Linked DNA regions of Anas platyrhynchos: region 2 is linked to region 1. A link is a contact called in public Hi-C data. All regions are on one chromosome and are shown on one strand. The core of a region is the stretch at or near the end of the contact, and the rest is flanking DNA. Distances in the headings are between cores, read along the strand shown. Region 1 has its middle 76 kb from the start of SMIM38. Region 2 holds the start of CCND1 (cyclin D1).

Region 1 (5,306 bases), core at 252-2,751:
GTGGGCCTGGATTTCACCCTACCCAGTTGTTTTTAAAATAAAGGATGAGGAACAATGAGGTGAGGGCATGGAAGAAGACCAAAAGAATATCAGGGTCACTTACTGCTGGCAGAGTTACTCTCTGTAAAGATGCTCTTCCAGATTCAAGCTGGTTGCATGGCCATATCATTAGGTTATTGGTGCCTCCCGCTGTATTTTCATCTTGGACAATGGGCTGTACTGCAGCACACACTTGCCTTGTGGTCTGGGAATAGCCTGGAGTGGCACGGATTGAAAATGTCTGGCTAATGTATGTGCACATCTGCACTTCAGATATAGAGCTGAATGGCCACAGCTAGAAAAGGCCATGTTTGCATGAGAGCGGTTGCAGAGAAAGTGATGTCTTACAAGACCTGGGAAAATGTAAACAAATGTTGTATAATATTGAAAGGGTTACAGCAGAGAGACTAGGCCAGGCTCATGGAAGTCACTACTGTTGAAGAAACAAAACGTGGCAGATACGTGGGAGGAGAAGGGACACATCAGACACGGAGCGGGGGCAGAAGAGGGCAGAGAAACAAGTAATTGCAGAGAAATGCAGTAGAGCAAAATAGGCTGCCAATCTACAGAGCTAACATACCTCTGATCGCTGAAGCAACTTTTTAAGCAACTTTGTAGAGGAGACGTGAGAAGTAAATACGCAAACAATGCTTCTTTTGTTTCAATGAGAAATTAGTTAAGTTTGGTGTATATATCACACAAATATTTGAGGATATTTAAGAGTAGTTACAGACTCAGAAATTATGAAGTTAGTAAGAAGAACTGTAGATACCAACGTGAGGGAAAAAGGCTGTATATTCACTTGGCAGAAGATGGGAACATATTTGTAAAGATGGTTTAAAAGCTTCTGGCATACAGCAGAGCATAGACTCAGAGCAAATATATTCCATACATCACTGGAGCCTAACTTGCAGCTTGGCAAATGTCCTGCAGGCTTGAGTTGGAGTTTTAAATTTGATCTTTCACTTGCATACTACCTGTGGTTATGCAGTTGTTGTCTGGCTGCTTTCAAGCATTTCATGACTTGTGCGATTTCAGCCTGCATTCTCTCTGCTTTAGAATCCCCATGTCTTAACATTTTTGATGTAAAACATGGAGGTCTTCCTATTTAACAACCCCCAAAACGCTGAGAGCCTGGTGAGTAAAGGATTTTCAAAGGCTCAGACAGCAGAAATAGGCAGCTTCCATATTTTGCTTACTTATGTGAAATGAATGTGAATTCTTATACATCTCAAGTCTGCCGATCATTTTTAATGTTTTCACTGGAAAATGTTTCACTTAACCATAGTAGTTATCAGTAGAAAAAAAAGTAGATTATATATGTTCCACATAATTAGTAGAAATCAGAGCTCTGTTGCAATGATTTTTGTCTTTGCTTTCAGAGTGTCAGCTTCCTTCCTGTTCCTCTGAAACAGCTGGTGCTGGCCTCCGCCTTTCACTGAATGGTGGCCCAGGTGGGCCAGAGCTGCGATGCAGGCTGTGAGAGGATGCAGAGAGAGAGGGTAAGGGGTACTTGTGGAAGAAAGGGTGAGGGGAGCTTATGTCCCTAAAACAGCTTTCTGAACATGTGTGGGTCAAGCCCCTTGCCATTCCTGGAGTAAGAAAAAAAGATCCACCAAGAGGTACAGGGAGGGACTGAATTTTTTTAAGCCCCCGTAGACAGAGGGCAAGTGAGGGTTATGTGCAGTGCTCCAGTTTTCTTTGCTCTGAGGAGGCCAAGAAATAGGAATGATAACATTCATTTTTCCTCGTTATCATCTTTTGTCTTTCTGTGCAAAACGTTAGATAAAGTTTGAGCCATAACAATGGAGAAAGAGCTATTCCAAATATTCCTCATGTGGGTGCTAGATGGCGCCATAGATTAATGCTCCAGGCCTTTATCTAGGGATGTTCTGGGGCCAACTCAGCATGGTCAGGTAACAACTTAGCAATTAGTTTGCTTGTGGGAAATTGGATCAACAAAGATATTCAGATTCTTAAATCCTCCTCGTTTCCTAGACTACGCTGGACATCTTCGAGGACTCAGAAGTCTAGCTGGAGCCATGCCACAATAAATGGGGCCACAGCCTTCAGTGGACACCAGTACCTGCTGCACCAGGAGCCTCTCACTTACTCTGATTGTTAGACTCTAAAAAGCTAGGTGACTCAAACAACAGAAGTCATTCACTTGCCTTCACATATCCAAGTGGAGAAAAGTACAGCTGCTGGAAGTGCAGTGAGTTTAATCTCTTTCTGTCATCCACAAACTTTTTAATTAATTAATTTATTTATTTATTGTGATCACGCATGTTAAAAAAAGCAAAAGTAAGAAACCAACAACCCATAATTCTTCTGGCACCGTTGAGATATATTTCCGTTTTTTCAGGCTATTTCTGTTGTTGTGTTGTTAAAGGATACTTGCCTGGAACCATCCAAACTTTCCACTGAACTATTAAAAAAAAAAAAAGCACAATAGAATAAACTGGAAAGCACATCTCTATGCACAAATGTCAGCACACTGTTGGGCATGGGGTTTGTATTCAGACAAAGTCTTGCTTTCTTTCTGGGAAAAAGACTCTTACTTAAAAACAAATGGTTTATAAAACAATGCAAAGAGACTGGGAAGACCACTTTATTGTGAAAAACTTAAAATTCAAATAACACCATGTGAGAACTTTCAGTGGTCAGTGATGGGAGCAGCCACAAAACAATTTGGAGTATGATCAGGGGGAACTAGAAACTACTTAATGGGGCTTAAATATCCAGCTCAAACAGATACACTGGATTGTGCAGTGGCAATATGCAGCAAATTCAGCAATAACCAGCTTCAACCTCTCCATCCCCCAACCCTTCATCATCATCATTGGACACACAGCTGTTAGCAAGAAGACTTGTGTATGATTGGCTTAGAAAATGAGTTACTCTTTCATATCTGGAAGGGTTGAAACATAGTGATGCCATCATCAGTCTCAGCTCTGTGGATGTGCAAAAAGCCTCAATATCCACCCTAATCAGCTGAAATGAGAGGCAAAGTTCATGGTGGGTGTCCAGAGCAGGGGATTTTTTAACCGTCCTCCCTAGGGCATCTGGTATGGGTTACGATCAGAAGCGCAACCTGTGGCACAAGAGCTGTGAGGTAGGAGACCAGGGTCCTATTGCTGCAGCTGGGGACAAGCTGTTCTGCTCCTCAGTGACCCTCTTTCTCTTCCCACCCTTTCTCTTTTGCTGGTGGAAATGCAGGCTCCTGAAGGCCTTGGCTTACTTGTTTTCTCAGCACTCAGGGCTCTGATCCACCATGTGCTACCGTGATACAAACAACTGCTTTCAAGCTTCTGAAAAAACAGACACAAAAATAATATTGCTTAGACAAAATACCTTGGGAAGAAGCTCTCAAGATTTGTTCTAGCCAAGAATGCAGATGTGTATGTCTGTTTATTGACCATGTAAAGAGCAGCAGAGGGGACAGACGTTCCTTATGGGGCACATTCTTAAAGCCTTACTTCTTCTTCCTATTTTTTCTGACATTTGCTGTGTTTTATATTCTCTGGCAACCAGCAGAGCTCCACTGATGCTGACTTGCAGAGCCCATAGAGATACTAAGGAAATATTTTTCCTAGCAACAAGCGTCACACAAAAACATGAAGAAACGCTTCCCCTGCTCATATTTCCTTTCAATTTTTTCAGTCATCTGGTGCTGAGATAAGAGCTGTGTGGTGAAACCTGCTGCTAGTTTGTGTTTCACGGGCAATCTGGAGTACCGAGGAGCACGTCAGGCCTTGACGCCCGCCATTACAGTGGCGTGGAGCCCTGTCTGACGCAGCCGCGTGTGGCGTTGCCTAAGATGGCGGCCACCCCAGGTCTGGCAGGAGGGTGGATAAATGTGACGATGCTTTCTGAGGCCGGGGTCTGCAAGCAAGGCGTTGCAGCCCTGCTGCTCATGCTGCCTGAGGTGTCTGTTGCCACACCCCATGGCTCAGGTGAGGCCATTTTGATGTTGGTCCAAGGAAAAAAATGTAATTAACGAGGGCTGGAGGTGAGCACACCTGGCTGGCTGTTAGGTGTTCTCCACTGCTATGGCCTGGGACTGTGAGGTGTCCCTGGCCATAGAGGATGCCCAGCATGTGGGCACACAGCTTGCTAAACCCGTAGGCTTGATGGAGAGAGGTGCTCCCATACAGCCATGTTCCTGAGGCCATTCTCTGGTCTGAGACTGGGGGCCACCATTGGGAGGTGAGGTGAGGAGCATGGCGGCGGACACATGCGGCCTGGTTGTGGCCCTCGGAACTGAATACCACTGGTATCAAGTCCCACAGCAAACACATGAATCTGACACCATCAACTTTCCCTCCATTTCTTTGAAAACCTGAGAGGGAAACTGGGGACAGTACTTCATCCTGATATGCCAATATTCTGTGTTTTCTGCCTGCTATCGGGACAGAGCTAAAGTGTTATTTATTTATTTATTAACTAAAGCATAATTTTCGGTGATTGAATTATTAGCCAAGTGTGCGCAATGACTGATACTAGTGTCTGCTTGTGAATAACTCCCCCTTATTTTCTGTCCTTGCTCAGCCATGCTGAAACAGTGCTCACAGATGTGAGACCAGCAGCAGCGGCAGAAAGGCTTTGTCAACACCAGCAAATCACTGTTTCTACCTCTGCAAGGTCAGCTGCTGAAGGCAACGTGTTCAAGACCACAGCTCCACAACCGGTGAGGAACATTAATTGTCAGGAAACACTTAGAAATGACACAGTGTTAGTTAGGCAAAAAATGTTCTCATGACAGAGCCAATGTCTGAATTTAAGGCCAGCCTTGCATCTATAGGGTGAATAGTTTGTGAGTAACTTCAGTGGGGTTAGGATGAAGCCCAGGAGTTTCTTACTCATTACTTGCTGGGTTAATGACACGATGAACATCTGCAGAACATGTTCCTGTGTCATCACTGTATTTCCTGAATTTGTCCTCTAGTATTTTGGAAGAATTTATCCTTTGGAAAAGCTTTATATAACAAATTGAAAAGCATTGTCTGCAGTTATTTAGAAATAGTGTGAATAAAGATAGGACCAAATTTGTAAAAAATGGTTTGAAAGCTGTTCATAGGGAACAGAATACAGACACAAGGGAGCTGCATTTCCCAAGATAAGCAACTGTACTGCAGGTTTGAATTGGAGATCTAAATGTCATATTTTACCTGAACATATATCTAAAAGCCTGTATGATTCTTACAAGCTCTGCTTTGTGCTTTCATGGTTCTTGTGTAGAGCTGGAGCTGTGTAGTTGTTTGTTT
Region 2 (6,014 bases), core at 1,332-3,831, 300 kb after region 1:
TGGGACAGGTAAGAAGTAACCACAGGGGACACACAGCTACCCTACAGATGGTAAATATAAGATAAATAGCACACAGAGATGTAACTGTAGGAGTGTGTGTTTCACGGAGTATCCCATATTCTTTTATTTTAAAATAAGCACGTACAGAATACCAGCTACCACAAGGAGATCAAATTAGGCATGAATATTCCTTAAGTGTTTGATAGGGCCATAATCTCATCTGTCAGGGCTTTCAGTTCTTCACTTCCCCTGCTGATTTATGGAAACACGCAGACGGGGTTCCCCGCGGCCTGTCGCCCCATGTTGGTGTCTGCATTTCTGTATTTTCCGCCGGGTTGGTGCAAAATGGCAGCACCCTGCATCCACCACAGAAAGGTGCTCACACGAGGCAAAAGGTAGCAGAGACCCAGGCGCTGCGGGTTTGTTTGGTTGTAGCCACTAGTTCGGTGTTACAGGCCCGATCCTGCTGCCTTTGGTGGTGGAGGTAATGCTCCCACTGAATTCGGGAAAAAAAAAAAAAGCCTGAGTTTTGCGAATTTATCATTTTGTCATCTGTGCTTCGGGTCAGAACTATCAGAACTACAACCCAGAATTACAGCCCTTGGGTCAGGGCCAAGCGATCCCTACGGGCTCCAGGAGCGCCCGCCCGCCCCTCGCAGCAGCGCCGGCCCCGGCGGTGCCGCCCGCCGGCAGGTGCGCGGGCCGGGAGGCGAAGCGCGCTCCCGGGGGCGAGGGGCGCGCGCCCGCGGCCCGGCGGCACGCCAGGAATGCGCGCGCCCGCGGCTTTGTCAGCGGCGGCGGCGGCGCGCGGGGCGGGGTGACGTCATGAGAAAGTGCCGGCGGGGGCGGGGCTGGGGAGGAGCGGGGCGGGGGCACCGGGACCGGCACCGGCACCGGCAGCGGGAGGGGGGCGGCACGGCACGGAGGGCACAGACTGACAGACAGACGGACAGACTGACTGACTGACGGACTGACTGACTGACTGACGGGCAGCCCCGGGCTCGGTCCCCCGGACCGGCCCCTGGCCGTTAAGAGGCCGTTAAGGGCCGTTAAGAGCCGTTAGAAAGCCGTTAAGAGGCCGTTAAGGCGCCGCCCCCGCCCCCCCCGGCAGGTAGCGGCGGGGCGGGCCCCGGCCGGGCAGGTGCGGGGCGGCTCCGTGCTGGGACGCGCCCCGGGGGCCGCCGAGCCCCTTGGGGGTCTCCCCCCCGTGTCCGGTGCCCTTTGTGCCGGCGGGCGCGGGCGGCCAGATCTGCCCGGTAACAGCGCGGCGCCGCCATTGGCCCGCGCTAATGGGCGCTTCCTGCGGCCGCGCCGCCCCGCAACGCGCCGGGGGCTCCCCCGGGCCCCGCGCCAGCGCCGCGCCCCGGCCCCGGCCCCGGCCCCGCTCCCGCCCCGCGTGCGAGCGCAGCGCCGGCACCTGAGGGGCGGCGGGGGGCTGGCAGCGGGAGCGCGCCCCGGGGCCGCCCCTCCCGGCTCCCCCAGCCGGCCGCTCCCCCAGTTGGGCCTCGTGTCTGCGGCTGCAGGGTCCCCACGTGCTGCCCGGCCTCGCTGCGCTGGGAGAGCACCAGGCAGGGGCACGGGCACGGGCATGGGCACGGGGAGCGGCCTCCTCGCCGAGAAGCCCTCCCTGGGCAGCCCCCCGGGCTGCTGAGCACAAGGGTTGCCGAGCTCCACGGGCGTCGCGTGCCCCGCGTGGGTGAAGACAAAATGGAGGCGAGCGGCCAGGCACGGCGCGGAGCTGGGCGTGCTGCGTGCGGGGAGGTTACGCAAGCACGCAGCCCTGCACCGACATGCCCTGAGAGCCCTGGCACCGCTCCCCCGAGGTCACGCACCAGGGATGCTGCGCGGCCCTGCAGCGAGCGTGCTGCGGCCACGAGACCCCGACACCAGCACTGCTTCGGCGATCCCATCCCGAGCTGGGAGCGGGCTGCAGCTGGTGGCTGTGCTCAGGGTGGGCCCACACGAGGCAGCGCCAGCCCTGCTGCTCGTGGCCTTCCCGCTCCGCTTCGGGCCCAGGCGTTTCTCCCGCGGAGCAGCCGCGTTGGCTTCGCCTCTGGTATTTTCCAGTGGGCCCCAAGCTCCCCTATCAGCCCGCGGAAAAGCGAGGAGTAGTTTAAAGGAGGCTTTCTACCAGAAACAAAGCCAAGCCGGGCGTTCTCAGGTACAGGCAGCCCGGCGGGGCTGGGGGCCGGGAGTTATTTACGGCAGGGCCGTGCGGCCACATGTCAGCGTGGACGGGCTGCCCTCGCCGCATGGCACCGTGCAGCACGGGTGGATGCTGGCACCTCCCCCGGCTCATCTCCCCGTAGGTGCGGGAGGAAGCCCTGGCCACCATTTTGCTGCTCTGCGGGGAGATTTTCCGCTGGGTGGCTGTGCGGTGGGGGCGGGGTGCTGAGGGCGGCCTGCCCGGCCTGCGCTGCCACTCGCCGTCGTGTCCCCCACCACCCCAGTGCCCCTTCGGGAGGGTAAAGCCTTGAAAGTGAAAGGGGAGGCGTGAAGGAAGGAAGGGAGGGAGATGCACCGTCTTTGCAGGAAGGGGGGGGGGACCCCAACTCTTTTACGTTTCTGTCCTGCAGCAAAATCATTGAGGGGCTGTGGAGTTAAAAAAAAAAAAAAAAAAAAGGAAAAAAAAAAGAATGAGGAAATGGGAGAAAGCTGCTCCCTTGGGATCGACTACAAAGGCTGCACGTCCAGGTCGGGAGCACGTGTGTTTAAAGGACAGATCTTCCAGGTACGCATCGCGGAGGGCAGGCACGGTAATTGATAAGGGAGAGCGAGGCGCTGGTGCTGCCCGGCTCCCCCTCCTTGGCGCCCCCAGTAAAATAATACCAACCGCGTCTCCCTGTATTTATATCCATGTGTGCCTGTGTGTGGCCTAGCCCCATTCATCATTTGGCTCCCACTGCAGAACTCTCTCCATTTTTAAAATTATGCATGATACACTGAAGAGACAATTTGGGTTTCCCCCACCTCTCCCTTGCCCTTGAAGAAAGCAAGCCCTTGTCTCATTTGCATTTGCATTAAACCCCTGCTCTCTATAAGCTAAGCAAAGGGGAAGGACTTGAAGCCTATGGGATGGCTTTAGGGCTCTGCCCCTTGCTTTTGGCTCTCTCTCTCTCTCTTTCTCATTCTCTCTCGTGCTTTGATCTCTGCTTAACAACAGTAACGTCACAGTTTTGTTGGAAGTTAGAAAGTTTTGCAGCCTCCAGAGGGCTGTAGCGGCAGTAGCAGAAGCAGCATCCAAGGGACTCCTGGAAGGGGAAGAGAGAGAGCGAGAGACTGACTCAGTCCTTGAGAAAACTGACTCGAGACGAAGGAGGCAGACATGGAACATCAGCTGCTGTGCTGCGAGGTGGAGACCATCCGACGAGCCTACCTGGATGCCAACCTCCTCAACGACAGGGTGCTGCAGACAATGCTCAAGGCGGAGGAGACCTGCTCGCCCTCGGTGTCCTACTTCAAGTGCGTGCAGAAGGAAATCTTGCCATATATGAGGAAAATAGTTGCCACTTGGATGCTGGAGGTCTGTATGCTCCGGGGGGTTCCGCGCCGCTCCCTCGCCCCCCGCGCTCAGCCCCGGCGCTGCCCGCCCGGCCCCGGCTCCGGCTGCGGCTGCGGGGCCGGGGCTGCCCGGAGCGGCCCCGGGCCCCCCCCCCCGGCGGGGCGGCCGCGCACCCCCTGCCCGCGAGGGCCCCGCTCCGGCGGCGGCCGTGCGAGGGGAGCCGGGGGCTGAGCGCGGCCGGAGGCGGCCCCCGCCCGGCTCCCTCCCGGCCCCGCCGGGCAGCCCCGGGCCGGCCCCGCCGCGCAGCCCCCGGGCGGCTGAGCGCTGCCGGGGGGTTTCTTTAAAATTAATATCCCTGTACACGTATGCAAGCGCTGCCCGTGCCAGTATTACGCGCCATCTTTGTTCTTTTATTGCAGAGCAAAAAAAAAAAAAAAAAAAAGTGTTTATTAATCGGCAGAAAATTAGAAAGTCCCGGGGAGCGCGCCAAGGGCGGCCGGGCGGGCGGGGGGGAGCGGGGCCGGGGCCGGGGGAGCGGGGCCGGGGGCCGGGGGGAGCCCGGCGGGGCTGCGGGCAGGGGCACGGCCGGAGGGGCTGCGGCGGCCCCCGGGGAGCGGCGGGGTGAAAGTTTCTTTGTTCGGCGCCGAGGGCGGCCGGAGCCGCGGTGCCCCCTCCGCGCCGCGCCTGTGCCGCGGCGGCGAGCCCGGCGGCGAGCCCGGCCGGGCAAAGCGAGGGGGAAAGGGCCTCGGGCAGGGGCGCGACGCGGCCGGGGGGGCTCCCGGCTGGAGCCCCAGAAGCCGGGCTACATTTTCGTGCCTTTTGGGCGGCCCTGGGCGCCCGCGATCTATTTTTAATTAATTTTTGAAAGCGCAGTGCCCTGCCTCGCTCTGCGAAGCGTCGCGCCCGGCCGCGCTGCGGGGCGGGAGAGGGAGGCGGTGGATTTCACTTCGGGGAGCCCCCCCGGAGCCCCCCCGGCGGACCCCCGGCACCGGGCTCGGTAAAGGACCCCCGCCGCTTCGTTTCGGCTTTTTTTCGGAGCCCGGGGGATTTTTTAAATATTTTTAAATATTTTTTGAAAAGATGACGTCTGGGGAAATGAGGCTGGACGCCACCTTTGTGTCTCGACCGGAGAGGGGGAATCGGCGGCACAAGGGCGAAGGGGATGGCGAACCCCACGCCGAATAAACGGGGCCGGGGGCCAGCCCTGCCCCGCAGCCCGCTGCCAGCCGGGGGGGCTCCCCTCGCCCTGCCCGAGCCCGTTTCTCCCTTTTTTCGTTGTTCCTTGCAGGGGCCGCCGAGACGGGGCCAAACCTCCCCGGCGCTTCCCCCCCTTTTTACCACGCATCGCCCGCGGCTTTCTATCGCCGCGTTTCCCCCCGCTTTGTCCCCGGTGACTTTCTCTTTCATTTTCCCTGATGCTCCCCCCGTGCCCCCGGTGCTCGCCGTGCCCGCCTCTCCTCCTCCAGCCTTGCCCTGCAGAGCCGGGGCCGGGGCAGGGAGGCAGAGGGCGCCTGGCTTTCGCCCCCGTTGCATTCAGCACTCAACGACCTCTCTCCCTCTTGCAGGTTTGCGAGGAGCAGAAGTGCGAAGAGGAAGTTTTCCCCTTGGCGATGAATTACTTGGACAGATTTTTGTCGTTCGAACCCCTCAAGAAAAGCCGCTTGCAATTGCTCGGAGCTACCTGCATGTTTGTGGCTTCCAAAATGAAGGAAACTATTCCTCTGACCGCAGAAAAACTGTGCATTTACACAGATAACTCCATCAGACCCGACGAATTACTGGTAATTGCACGCTCAGGCACTTCAGGCGCAAACGAAGCCCCCCCCCCCCGGGGCCGCCGGCCGGGACCCCCCTGCAGCGGGGCGGGCGGGAGGGGGCTGCCGGACCCCAGCGCCCCGGGGGGCCCGAGTGGCCCCCACCTCCCCCGACAGCCGCAGCCGGGGGACGCCGAGGCCCCGGCGGCCAAACGGGGCCGGGCCGGGCCGCCCCCCGCTCCCCCGGGCTGCGGCCCCCGGGGCTGCCCCGGCCGGAGCCGGAGCCGGAGCCGGGGCCGGGGCCGGGCTGGGCGCGGCGCGGGCGCCCCCTGGCGGCCCCGCGGGGTTCGGCGCTGCCCGGGGAGCGGCGGGGGGCGGCCGGGCCCCCCCTGGCCGCCAGCCCCGAGGGGGGCTCGGTCCCGGCCGGGCCGCGGCGTGGCGGGGGGCGGCCCCGGTGCGGTGCTGAGCGGAGCTAACCACGCTTTCCCCCTCTTCTTCTTCCTCCTCTCCTTCCCCCTCTCCTCCCTTTTGTTTTCGCAGCAAATGGAGCTGCTGCTGGTGAATAAGCTGAAATGGAATCTGGCTGCAATGACCCCCCACGATTTCATTGAACATTTCCTTACTAAAATGCCTCTGGCAGAGGACACCAAGCAGATCATCCGTAAACATGCTCAGACTTTTGTGGCTCTGTGCGCTACAGGTATGAGCCCTGCACGTTAAGCAAAGTGTGTCGCTCCCCTACACGTGCCCAGCCCCCG

Evidence for each region. Hi-C and Micro-C count contacts between places; a contact is called where the count stands out from the background.
Region 2: a contact with region 1 is called in a Hi-C map of F5 follicle, with 2.9 times the contacts expected there. The contact joins the promoter of CCND1 here to the enhancer-like site in region 1. A contact is called at or near these places in 3 of 8 Hi-C or Micro-C datasets (F5 follicle, small yellow follicle and subcutaneous adipose tissue).

The regions. Positions count from the first base shown.
Region 1 is chr5:47,481,205-47,486,510 of IASCAAS_PekinDuck_T2T, forward strand. No RefSeq gene overlaps it. Among named protein-coding and RNA genes, the nearest start is that of SMIM38, 76 kb to the left of the region's middle. Within about 2 kb of position 1,502, at least 4 of the 8 cell types and tissues checked have an H3K27ac peak or open chromatin away from gene starts, as enhancers often do. A contact at or near this core is called in F5 follicle and small yellow follicle, where this site is marked.
Region 2 is chr5:47,776,754-47,782,767 of IASCAAS_PekinDuck_T2T, forward strand. It overlaps CCND1 (cyclin D1), which reads left to right and starts at 2,582. Exons shown (of 6, transcript XM_013102661.5): 1 at 2,582-2,731; 2 at 3,164-3,523; 3 at 5,068-5,283; 4 at 5,797-5,956. The coding sequence starts at 3,326.